Regions from separate parts of the Ovis aries genome. Here region 2 is linked to region 1. Evidence: chromatin contacts called from public Hi-C data. All regions are on one chromosome and are shown on one strand. The core of a region is the stretch at or near the end of the contact, and the rest is flanking DNA. Distances in the headings are between cores, read along the strand shown.

Region 1 (6,567 bases), core at 626-3,125:
TTGACAGAGAACTCCCACAGATTAGGAAGAAAAAGATGTGTAAACCCCAAAGACTTCTGAACAGATGCTTCGTAAAAGATATCAAATAAACATAAAAAGATGTTCGGCCTCATCTGTCTGCAACAAACCATAATCCAAAACCACACTGGGACACCTCACCAGGCTGCCTGCACAATCACCAGGATGGCTAAAATTGAAGACTGACAATACCACGTGCTGACAAGGAAGCAGAGCACAAGAAGTCTCATACCCTTGCTGGAAGGAGTGTAAACCAGTACAGGCACTTCAGAAATTTGGTGTTACCTCTCAAAGTTGGAAGATACAGGTATCTTCTGACCCAGAAGTTCTACTGCTCAGACGGTGAAGAATCAGCCTACGATGCAGGAGACCCTGGTTTGATCCCTGGGTTGGGAAGATCCCCTGGAGAAGGGAATGGCAACCCACTCCAGTACACTTGCCTGGAGAATCCCAAAGACAGAGGAGCCTGGCAGGCTACAGTCCATAGAATCGCAGAGTCGGACACGACTGAGCGGCTGACGTTTAAGAAACAAATGTCCTCAAATAGCGGAATGATTAAGATGTAGTATCTTCATATAATGGAATACGACAGATTAATAAAAATGAGCAGCAGTTGAAGTAAAGGATGCATTTCAGAAACACCTTGAGTGAAAGAAGCCAGACACACAAAAGACTATATATTGCATGAGTATTTCATTTATATAAAGATCACAAAACGGGCAAAAACGAAAGACACTATAGTGTTTATGGGATATTATGTTTGGAAGGTACACTTACACAGACAAAAGGCAAGGAAGTGATTATCCGCACAAGTCAGCTGACCTCTGGAGAAAGAGAATTTCGAGTTCCTGGTGCTGGCAATGTTTTTTTCTCGAACTGATAACCATCAATCCCCCCTGGCTGGGTAATGAACCACGGAATGGTACGTTGTGGGTCTTGCACTTTAGTGGCGTGCAAGAAGAAAGGAAATGGGGACGAGAAAAAGGGAGCAGAGGCAGGCGAGCAGCTCCAGGTGGAAGGACACGACCCCTTAACGTGCGAGCTCGGGGCGGCGGCACAGGGCGGCCGAGGCCGAGGGCACGAAGTCCGGGGGAGGGCGGCCAGAGTGCGGGTGCTGCTCGCGGCCGGGCGCGGCCACACACGCCCGCGGGGTCGCCTCCCCACCGGGCCCCCAGCCCCCCGCGAGCTGCACAGGCGGGCGCCGCCCGCGTCGACTCCCCCAGACCCTCCCAGCGTCCCCGAAGGCCCCCCACCGCCGGTGCTCCTGAGGCCCTCCCCGCGCTCCGCACGCCGCCCGCCGGGTCGCCCCACGCGCCAGCCAGACTCACCTCATTGTCGCTGCCGGGGCGGGCGGGCGCGCGGGCCGGGGGGCGCGGCGCGGGGCGCGGGGCGTTAGCGGGGCAGCCGGCCCCGGGCGCGGCGGCTCCGCGTCTCGCTGGGCTGCGGGGGGCAGCGGGGGCTCATCTTCTCCGTGCGGGCGTCCGGGCCGCTAGCTGCGGGGACGGGCTGAGGCGGCGGCGCCTGACAGCCGGGCCCCGGCCCCTGCCATCTTGGCGGGCGCGTGCCCGGGCCGCTGTGTGCGCGCGCCGCCGGGGGTTAGGGGGAAGGGGAGAGCGCCGTCCGGGTCCCGCCGGCCCGGGGGGAGCGCGCGCGCCCGCCCGAGACTCGGGGCGCAGTCCCCGGGCGGGCGCGGGCGTCTGCGACGCCGTCGACGGAGAGACGGGCAGGCGCGCGGGTGCGCGCGCGCGCGCGCGGGCGAACTCAGCCCAGGAGTCGAGACTGAGGGGAAAGCGCGCGCGACGGCCCAAGCACCACACAAAAGGCGCGGGGCCCCAGAGCCCGCGCCTCCGGCAGAACGGAGCCCGAGGCTGCGAGGGGCGGCGCGGGGCCTAGGGGGCGGGACTTGAGGCGAGGCCCGGCCTGGAGGGGCGGGGCTTCGAAGGAACAGAGCCTTCGAGCGGCGAGAAGGAGCTCGGTAGTGACCTGACCGGGACGGGCGGATGTGGCGGGGGCGGGGCTTAGAAGAACGCGCGAGCCTTGAGAGGCGGGACCGAGGAGGAGGGCCGGGGCGGGCTTAGGGGGCGGGCCGGGGCGGGCTTAGAGGGCGGGGATAGGGAGCAAGGCCTGGCCGCGAGGGGCGGGGCTTAGGGCGAGGCCTGATTGTGAGGGGCGGGGCTTCGAAGAAATGGTGCCTTGAGCGGCGAGAAGGAGCTCGGTAGGGGCCTGGCCGGGATGGGTGGATGTGGCGGGGGCGGGGCTTAGAAGTAAGCGTGAGCCTTGAGAGGCGGGGCTGAGGAGGAGGGCCGGGGCTAAAGTGGGCGGGGCGGCCGCGCGGCACCTGGAGCGCGGCGCCCCCTCCCTGCGCCCGGCGCCTCCCCCAACCACAAAGGAAGCGTAGAGCTTCGGCGTCCTTGGCCTTGGTGGGAGAATTCCATCTTCTCCGCGCCCTGCGGTGGGCTCCGCCTGCTCGAAGCCAGTGAGCCACCTGGATTCTCAGGGCGTCGAACGACCTCCTGTCTTTGTAAATACAGAGTCAAGGCTGGGATGGGGAGTCGTAGCTTGGAGCCAGTATCAACAACAGCTGAAGGATCTCAATCCATAAAGCCCCACCTGGCGCCCCCAAACCAAACACTTGAGAACAATCACATCGGCTGCGCTAGGTTGTCCAGGTTTTCTCTGACTGTTAAATCCCCAGCCCTTCCTGAAGGTTAGCCATTCTCGTTGCTGGAAGTACTAAACCCTCCAAGTCTGACTTTCTGCATCTAATTAGACACCATGCGTTGCGCTTTCGCACTATCGCCACTAATGCTCCCATTCTCCTCTCACAGCAACAATGAAATTTGTCTTCTAAACAATTGCATCCGAGCAAGAGCACGTGAAACGTTTAGCGGTGTCTGGCATGCATTAGGAGGGCAGCAAAGGGGTCGCTATTTACCCCTGGCTGGCAGTGAGGACCGAGTGGTTTTGCCCAAGATACAGGAAGTAGTGGCGCCAGTTCTCAAGCTAAGGTTTTTTTTGATTCAGAATCCCAGTGCCTGTCCATTCTCATCTGCTTCGTCCATTCTCATCTGCTGTGGTGATTGTCCCCTCCCTCAGCATCCACCTGTACTCAGACTTCTTAACCCTTGGCCGTCACACCTCCACTTTCCTTCCCCCATTTGTTTGAGCCGATGTCTTCAGACTCAAAGTGCACCTTGGTCCTCCACAGTTCTGTCTGAGCCTCAGAGATTTTAAGCCCTTCCTAACCTTATTTGTGTCTCTCTTACTGGGGCCAAGACTGGCTATAGAAGAGACTTATTAGACCCTAAAAATTCCTAAATGGACAAGCCCCAGGTCCCCTGGAGATGTCCCAGTGTGCTCTGCAGAGGCAGGATCATCCCTGGTTCCTTCATAGCAAAGTTTTGTGAGAAGAGCCTCCCAGGACATTGACCTGTTTGTTCTCGGCCTGGTTTATTGAAGCATGTGGCCCACTCTGACCACTAGATCAAGCACTTTCCCTGATGCCCTGGAGTCTGCAGCTGGAGGAAGATTTGCTGGGAGATATTGATGGCGGATATATAGTGCTGAAATCCATGGGGTCACAAAGAGTCGAACGTGACTGAGCGACTGAACTGACTGATTGGTGGCAGATTTCCTATAGAACATTAGTACCAAAGGTGAGGGATGCATGCCTGTGCCAACCTTTCCTCAGTTCAGTTCAGTTCAGTCGCTCAGTCGTGTCTGACTCTTTGCGACCCCATGAATAGCAGCATGCCAGGCCTCCCTGTCCATCACCATCTCCCAGAGTTCACTCAGACTCACGTCCATCGAGTCGTTGATGCCATCCAGCCGTCTCATCCTCTGTCGTCCCCTTCTCCTCCTGCCCCCAATCCCTCCCAGCATGAGAGTCTTTTCCAATGAGTCAACTCTTCGCATGAGGTGGCCAAAGTACTGGAGTCTCAGCTTTAGCATCATTCCTTCCCAAGAACACCCAGGGCTGATCTCCTTCAGAATGAACTGGTTGGATCTCCTTGCAGTCCAAGGGACTCTCAAGAGTCTTAACTACCAATCTCCTAGAGCAGTAAAGACATTCAAGTTCCTTTAAGGTCCATCAGAGAATATGGGTGCTAGAGAAGACCTGCAAATCTTCCTCTCAGTAAAGTGTTGGGGCCACAGAACACTGAGAAAGTGGCCCAACATCACTTACTAATCTGTGAATTCACTAGTTTCTAAAATCACCTGTGTCAGGCTCCTGGGGAAGTTTCTTTCTTGCCTATGATGTTTGTTACAGGGCTTCTTGAGCTGCAGGAAGGGCTCAGTAGACAAGTAGGGACCCCTTGAGCCCTAAGTCGGGCCCAACTACCCCCTGAATGGGCATTGGTGTTTTTTGTTTTTGGCTGTGCCAGGTCTTAGTTGTTGCACATGGGATTTTCAATCTTCACTGTGGCATGTGGGATCTAGTTTCCTGATCAGGGACTGAACCCGTGCCCACTGCATTGGGAACTCGGAGCATTAGCCACCAGACCACCATGGAAGTCCCGTGGGCATTGGTCTTTGTCTAACCAGCTGAAGGATGCTTGGGAAGCCAGAGCGCTCCATTTTACCTGAGAGCTCAGACCTCTCTGAGCCTCCATTTCTTACGGTCACAGTATCTTGTAGGCACTCCTGAGAGTCAACACAAAGTCCGCTCCCAGAAAGATCTTTCCTGCCCACCTCCAGCGCCTCACTCTCACAGCTCCTCATCCTTTGCCTTTGTGCAGACACCTGAAACCATTGTCTATTAGCATCTTTCCCATTTACTGAACTTAAAAGTGCATGAATTCATGTTTTCCATTCTTCTGATAAAAAGAAAGTATTTTTTTGGACCTGTGGTCTCTGAATGAACTGTATCTGGAGGTCACCAGTTTTTAAATTTGAAAAGATTGCTCGGCAAAGTCAGTGACCTCACAGTAGGGTTCGGGTGGGATACGTGGCCAGGCTGACTACCGGAGGGTCAGTTCCCAGGCACTCCTAGAGTAGATTTCTCATTCATGGGGGAGGCAGGGAAGATGGGGTTTCTGCTGTCTGATGAGTCCAGGTTAGTCAGAGTTACAGATACATAACAGAGCTAAAAATCCTAAAAATGTATATTTACCCTCCCTGTCCAGAGGGTAGAGCTGAGGCCCTGAGAGGGCGCATGGGTAAGTGAGGCGTATGAGGACAAAAACATAACTGCAGTCTCCAAGGCCCAGCACTGCCCATGCTCCCGCCCTGTGTCTAGAAGTTTTTCCAGCCTGGAGTCACTCCTGAGGAACCAGCCCTGTGGATCATCTTCTCCATCACTTGGGATTGCCAAAACAAACCTCACTCATCGCAAATAATCAAAAGAAACACAGTTGCTTTTGATGATTCACCAATGAGACCATGTCTCGTTTACTTTAACGAGCCTAAGTAAATTACTAATTCGTCTCAGACACCGGATTGAAGACGACAGTGGTCTCAGGGCATTTGGGATCAGCCGTGACATGGCAGCTCTTTTTTGAAGATCCTCATTCATGCCATTAGTCTCCTTGACCGATTCAGTTATAACCAACTGTTGTTTTCCTGAAATGTAACACGAGTTGCTCTCATCCAGTCATTCGTTCAGGGTCTATTATATTGAGCATCTACACCGTGACTGCCTCCTCTCAGGCCCAGCCCACCGACTCAGTCTACCCGGCAAACTATCTTCAACTCCAGCCATGTGTCTCCCCTCCCAGGACCCTTGGCACCCCCTCCCACAGGGCTGTAGACACCATTTTCCAGATGGCGACAGGGCTGTTGACATCCCATCGTTGGGTGGTCTTTTTGCTGGCTCTCCCACTGGACTGTGAACTTCATGAGGGCAGCAGGCACATTTGCATGCTTGTTCCTCTTGGTGTCCCATGCTTGTTACAGCACAGAACAAACGTGTTATCCTCATCCAAACAATGCTTGTCGGTGGGGGGTTGGGGGGGGTGAGGGGTAGGGGGTGGTGGGGATAAGTCTGAAGGTATCTCATTTTGGAAACCAAAGCTCCTGTGTTCAGGTTCCATCTGTGGGAAACATAAATCGCTCCTGGCCCATCTTGCCTTCCACACACTGAGGTTGGCCTGGGGCTCACAGCTAGAGCTTCTCTTTGACTCCATCTCTCAGACTTCTCAGCTCAGAAAGCACCTCTCCTGAAGATGATGTTTCACTCATTTTGAAGGCTCAGGACGGGATGACTCTTGGGAAGAAGGGCCTTCAGTGGTCATCCTAGGGACGATTCCAGCTTCCTGCTTGGGTAACTCGAAAACCTGGGCCAGGGACTTCTGAGTGGTCCAGTGGTTAAGAATTTGCCTTCCAATGCAGAGGGTGTGGGTTCGATCCCTGGTCAGGGACCTAAGATCCCACATGGCTCACGGCCAGAAAGTCAAAACATAAAACAGAAGCAATATTGTGACAGGTTCAATAAAGACTTTAAAGATGGTCCATATTAAAAAAAAAAAGTCTTTAAAAACTCCTGGCCCCACACCGTAGCGGTGCGCAAGTGGGCCGGACGGGTGGCCGAATTTTCCGAGAAATAACTTC
Region 2 (6,025 bases), core at 1,824-4,323, 160 kb before region 1:
TGAACATTTTTAATGTTAATACATTATCATCAACTGAAGTCCATACTTTATTCAGATTCCTTTAGTTTTTACCTAATTCCCATTTTCTGGTTCAGGATCCCACGTAGGATACCACATTGCAAGCAGATATGCAGTTTCTTTCATTTCCAGGACCTGAGACGTGGTGGGGAGGCTAGGGCATGTGTTCTGAGTGGGTTCACTGTCTTGAAGCTGAGTCTCTGTGGTCCAAGCTGACCTTGGGGAACTGGGGATTACTCAGGAATGGAAAAACCTGGTTTAAAATTCAACATTCAGAAAATAAAGATCATGTCATCTGGTCCCATCACTTCATCACAAATAGATGGGGGAAAAGTGGAAAGAGTGGTAGATTTTATATTTGGGGGCTCCAAAATCACTGCAGACTGTGACTGCAGCCAGCCACGAAATTAAAAGATGCTTGCTCCTTGGCAGAAAAACTATACAAACCTAGACAGCATATTAAAAAGCAGAGACATCACTTTGCCAACAAAGATCCATATAGTCAAAGCTATGGTTTTTCCAGTAGTCATGTAGGGATGTAAGAGTTGGATCATAAAGAAGGCTGAGTGATGCAGAACTGATGCTTTTGTGGTGTTGGAGAAGACTCTTGAGAGTCTCTAACAGCAAGGAGATCAAACTAGTCAATCCTAAAGGAAATCAACCCTGAATATTCATTGGAAGGACTGATGCTGAAGCTGAAGCTCTAATCCTTTGTCCACCTGATGCGAAGAACTGACTCATTGGAAAAGACCCTGATTCTGGGAAAGACTGAAGGCAGGAGGAGAAGGGGACGACAGAGGATGAGATGGCTGGATGGCATCACTGACTCAATAGACATGAGTTTGAACAAGATGGTGAAGGACAGGGAAGCCTGGCGTGCTGCAGCCCATGGGATCACAAAGAGTTGGACATGACTTAGCAACTGAACAAGATTGAAAGTCATGAACTTTTATTACACTCCCAGGTGTCTCTCCAGTCTGTCCTTTGACTTGTCCCCTTTTCGGCCTCAATTTTCTCATCTGTAAAATGAAGCCATTGGGCAAGTGTCAACTGGACAGGCGGAGTCCTGGGGTCCATCTGTGAGTGGTTTTCTGATCTCTGTCCTGGGAATAGGGAGCTGGCAGGCATGGTGGTGCCCAGAGGGCAGAGCTGGGACCCAGATCTCACTGGTTGTAACATGGGGCCGACATTCTGACTTTGGCCTTTAAAGTCGAAGGTCAGGGGCGTGTCCCAGCTTTCCTGCTTATTCTGAAAAGTGCAAGAAAGTAAAAGTGTTCATTGCTCACTGGTGTCCGAGTCTTTGCGATCCCCATGAACTGCAGCCCACCAGACTACTCGGTCCATGGAATTGTCCAGGCAAGAACACTGGAGTGTGTTGACATTCCCTTCTCCAGGGGATCTTCCCCACCCAGGGGTTGAACCTAGTCTCCTGCATTGCAAGAAGATTCTTTACTGTCTGAGTCATCAGGGAAGCTTATTTTGAGGGTCTCTTTATCTCTGAACCTCAGTTTACCCATCTGAAAGTGGCCGCTGTTGGGATGACTGCTATGGCTCCCTCTGGCTGTGAGCAGAGCAGGTTGCCCTGGGAGATGCCGAGCTCTCCGTTTCCAGAGGCGTGCAAGCCAAGAAGATGACACTGTTGGGTGGTGCAGGGGGTGGTGGTGACCCAAGGCTCTAAGCATGTCCCTTTTGGACAGGGAAGCCAGCCTCCGCACTGGCCCATTTTCCTACCCTTGACTCTGGGGCAGGTGGCTGGCTGCCACGGTGTGCCCACATATTTGCTTCCCGTGTCATCTCATGCCAGGACTGCCTCTGGCCCTAGGCTGAGGGTGGTCTGCCAAATGTACCACACCCGTGGCCACAGACTTGCAGGAGAATGGGGGCGATGCTCACCATCATTTCCTGCCTGCCTTGTGGTACCTCTGACTTCCAGGTCAGTCTGCTTCCCCAGGCAGCTCCTGCAGGTCGGGCTCTAATACACAGGGCACACCATGCAAAGCCCCAAAGGAGCAAGAGGAGGATGGGGGGGGACCCCTGGGAAGGAGGAAAATGAGGAGCCCTGTGCCCCGACTCCCCCCAAACCAGACTCTATTCTGACAAGGTTTGGGTTCTTCCAAGTCCCAGCCTTTGCATCTTCCATTGGCTCTACCGCCGATGCCCTTGGCCTTCTTCAGCTGTTGAACTCCTACTCACCCTTTGAGACCTAAGACAAAAACCCCTGGACTGTGCCCTGGCTGTCCCAGGACCTACCTGTGTCCGGGCACGTATCATCCTGAGTCGTAACCAGCCTCTTCCGTGCCCATGTTCCTGTCCCTGGCCTTCCCTGAAGGCGGGGATGGGGCTGACTCATCTCCCTGAAGCTGCAGACGCCTCATCCCCTGCCCTCTGCTAATCGCAAGAAAGGAGTGGGTAGGGGCAGGGCGGATCGCTGTGACGAATCTTTCCCCAGCTCCTTCTGTTTTTGTTTGTTCGTTCTGGCTGCAAGGCGGGGCATGCGGGCATGCGGGATTGCCTCCACGCCTTCTGCAGTGGAACCGCGGAGTCTTAACCGCTGGACCGCCAGGGAAGCCTCCCCTTCTTTTCATCTGCACAACGCAGCCGTCTAATCCCTACCCTCCAACCCCTGCTCCGGGCCGCGGGGCGGGGCGAGGGGGGACGCACCTCACTGGCGGGTCCGTCGGGGCAGGGGCGGCGCGAGCGCGAGTGGCTCTGGGCCGCTGAGAGAACAGGCGCCCCGCCGCGATGGGGCCTCCGGGAAGCCGGGGGCACGGGCGTCCCCGCACACCCCGCGGCCCAGGGACTCTCCCGGGGTCACACTGACAGTCCATTTTCCAACCCGAGGCAACTGAGGCGCCCGGAGGCCCGGGGACTCACCTCCGCCCAGCCCGAGGCCCCGCCCCCGAGGGCCTGCCCCTCCGACTGGCACCGGCGCCCCGGCCCCGCCCTGAGGCTCCGCCCCCAAGACCCCGCCCCTCCCGGTGGCCCAGGCGCTCGAAGCCCCGCCCCCGCCCCGCCCCCGAGCCCCGAACTGGTCCTCGTGCGGCGCAGGACGACAGGTGCCGCGGAGCCGAGCCCTGCGCAGCAGCTGGGCGCTCAGAGCCGCGCTCCCAGCCCCACCATGGGCAACAGCGCGGGCCGCAGCGACTTCGAGTGGGTCTACACGGACCAGCCTCACACGCAGCGGCGCAAAGAGATGCTCGGTGAGCGCGGGCCCCAAGTGGGGACAGCCCTGGGGCCGTGTGGTGTCCCAGGTCAGCCCGAGCCCGGGGAGGCGTCGCTCCTGCGCGGCCCGGATGCCCAGCAGGCCTTCCCCGACCTCTGCTTCGAGGGTGGGGGCTCCACTCCCCGTCCGGCAGCTTCCCCGGCCCAGGGTCCCCAGCTCCGGTCTGAGACTCCCTTCGCGTCTCTGCCTCTGTCCCGGGACTGGGGACCCGAGGACCCGAGCCCAGATCCGTACGTCGGGGGAGCGCGTCTCGGCTACTCCATCCCGGCTGTGGGACAGGAGCCCCTCCCGGGACTCGAGGCGCACAGGTCAGCCCCAAGGACTGTCTTTGTGAGGGATGCGCCGCCCCCGCCCCGCGAAGGCAGCTCCGTGGGTACCTGTCGTCCGCCGCACCCTGGGCTCCCCTGTGCGCCAAGCGCCAGGTCCCAGCGGCCCCGCCCGAGAGGCCCCAAGCCCAGCCCCAAAACCGGGCTTTAGGGCAGAATGAACGCCTGGAAGGAAGCAAAGCTGAACGAGAGACAACTTATCTGAAAACAAACAACAAACAGAGGTTTACCAGAGTCTGTCCTTTAATTTTGTAGCCCAGTGTCTGGTGGCCCCTCTCTGTTATGTAGTGTCCTGGAAAGTCATTTTTACTTACACGGTCACCCGTCCTGTGGACTCACCCACCCTGCGGGCTCCATCAGCCTCTCAGAAGGACCCAGAATGTACGGTTCCTTCTCCCACGATAAGGGGTTCAAGGACTCGCACCTGCAGAGCAGCTTCTGCTCGGTGCCACCAAGTCGCCTTTGCAGCCGGCTTCCAGGTGAACACGGTCCCCCTCCCTAAAGTCGGTCACCATTCCACACTCTCACCCACACCTGCAGTTGGCAAAAGTCTTTAATCTTTGCCAAACAGGTTGACAAAACAATACTATTTCATTACGACTTTAACGTTTGATTTGATGATTGCTTTCAATGTCTAATTGGTCATTTAAATTTGTGTTTTGCTTTCTTTTGGGTTGGAGTTTTGCTTGTTGGGTTGTTAGAACTCTTTGTATCGAAGTTTTTAACCCTTAGTCGTAAATACAATGCATTGCAAATCTTTTTCCCTTTATAATCACAAGAGCTTTTTTTTTTTTTAATGCATTTGAATAGATTGGATTTTTTTCTTCAGATTTTTCTCTTTTGTGTCTTCCTGCTCCACCCCAAGACTAGGGAAGTATCTTCCTATTCCTTTTAAACCTTTCAGACACCGGATGCACTGAGTGGTTAATGCAGGGCTCTGCCCTGCTGTTGCTGGGGTTCCAGGGCCTGGAGACCCCTGGGTGGGTCTGTGGGTCTGTGGTTTTCTCCTGTGAGGTGAGCGATAACCCTGCACTGTGTGTGGCCTCAGCGGGGGCAGCATCGTCTGCTGCACTTGCGAACTTCCTGCAGGTGGCTCAGAGGGTCCTGCTGGGCTGTGTCTCCTTCCCCTTCCTGGGCTCTCCCCGCTGCCCACCCCCCTTACAGGACTCAATGCACACCTGGCCCCAGGTGGAGAAGGCTGGGAGATGTAGCCTGGCCCACAGAGCTGCTTGTAGGGATGCAGACACTCTGGACTACAGCCTTACTTCCCCAGTCTGCATAATGGGCACAGTCATCCTTTCTGGCAGAGTGGGTATGAGGATAAAAGGAGATGTTGAGTGAGAAGGTGCTCCAGTGTGTTACCCAGCAAGCCAGGACGTGGAGAAGAACTCCTCTCTGAAGAGAGAAGCCACAGGCCCTGGAACCAATCCAGGAAGCATCCTGGACAGGATGGCTGGGAACCCTGGAAGACCTAGAGAAGAGGGCGGCCACTTGGGCCAGGGCGGGGACAGCACAAGTTCTCAAGGGCTGACTCTCCAGGGCGCTTTGCAGATTCCCATTCTGCAGTAGGTGCTGCGGGTTCCTCCCCACAGAGCCAGTTTTGAGCTAACGAACTTGGAATGTGTCTTCCTCCCTCCCTCCCAGGCATTGCACTCACGGTTCCTGCCTGCCCTATTCGCTCAAGCTCAGCTCTCCCTCCTGCAGGAACAGCCCCCTCCCGGCCTGGGTTGGGGGAGGGTGTTCCCGTGGGATTCCCCTTCCAGCCCATCAGGTCTTTATCTCTTGGAGGCAGGTTTCCAGACCTAGAAGGTTTGTAGACCTTGATTTTGAGCCAGGACCACACCCAGTCATCAGCTTTGTGTCGCTGGGTGGGTCAATAAGCAGATGAAGAAACTGAGGTCTGATTGAGTTAAACGGGTTCATCATAGTGCTTCCTTTGTGGAGATGTTGTGCAGATTACATGAGGTGGGGGGAAGTGTTTTGCCACCACTCAATCAGAAAGGCTCCGTGATTTCCCCAAGGACCGGGAGTGAGTGCTCTTCCTTCTCTGTTTTCCTCTTTTCTTCCATCTGCTGTTTCCCAGCCTGAGAAAAACCCTACATTTAACTGTCAGCCTGTCTTTACAGGGGAGGCCCCAGAGTGGGGCTCAGAGAGGGGAAGTGACTTGCCCAGGGCTACACAGCTTAGAGGCCACAGAGGCCAAATTGGTGTTCAGGCAGGGATGTGCCCCAGGCCTAGCCAGCTCCCTGGGGGCCACTGGATGCTCCTAAAGAGCCTCACCTCTTGGAGTCAGTAGTGCGTGCATGCTAAGTCACTTCAGTCTGTCTGACTCTTGGCAACCCCATGGACTGTGGCCCACCAGGCTCCTTGGTCCATGGGATTCTCCAGGCAAGAATACTGGGATGAGTTGCAGTTTCCTCCTCTAAGGGATCTTCCCAACTCAGACGTCTCTTATATC

Evidence for each region. A called contact is a pair of places that touch in the nucleus more often than the background predicts.
Region 2: a contact with region 1 is called in a Hi-C map of liver, with 3 times the contacts expected there. The contact joins the promoter of DEGS2 here to the promoter of EVL in region 1. A contact is called at or near these places in 6 of 16 Hi-C or Micro-C datasets (hypothalamus, liver, mixed tissues and 3 more).

Annotation. Positions count from the first base shown.
Region 1 is chr18:62,586,361-62,592,927 of ARS-UI_Ramb_v3.0, reverse strand. It overlaps EVL (Enah/Vasp-like), which reads right to left and starts at 1,875. Exons shown (of 16, transcript XM_027957393.3): 1 at 1,347-1,875. LOC101122817 (ubiquitin-conjugating enzyme E2 E3-like) reads left to right here and starts at 6,518. Exons shown (of 2, transcript XM_060401926.1): 1 at 6,518-6,567.
Region 2 is chr18:62,752,966-62,758,990 of ARS-UI_Ramb_v3.0, reverse strand. It overlaps DEGS2 (delta 4-desaturase, sphingolipid 2), which reads left to right and starts at 3,073. Exons shown (of 3, transcript XM_015102049.4): 1 at 3,073-3,218. The coding sequence starts at 3,137.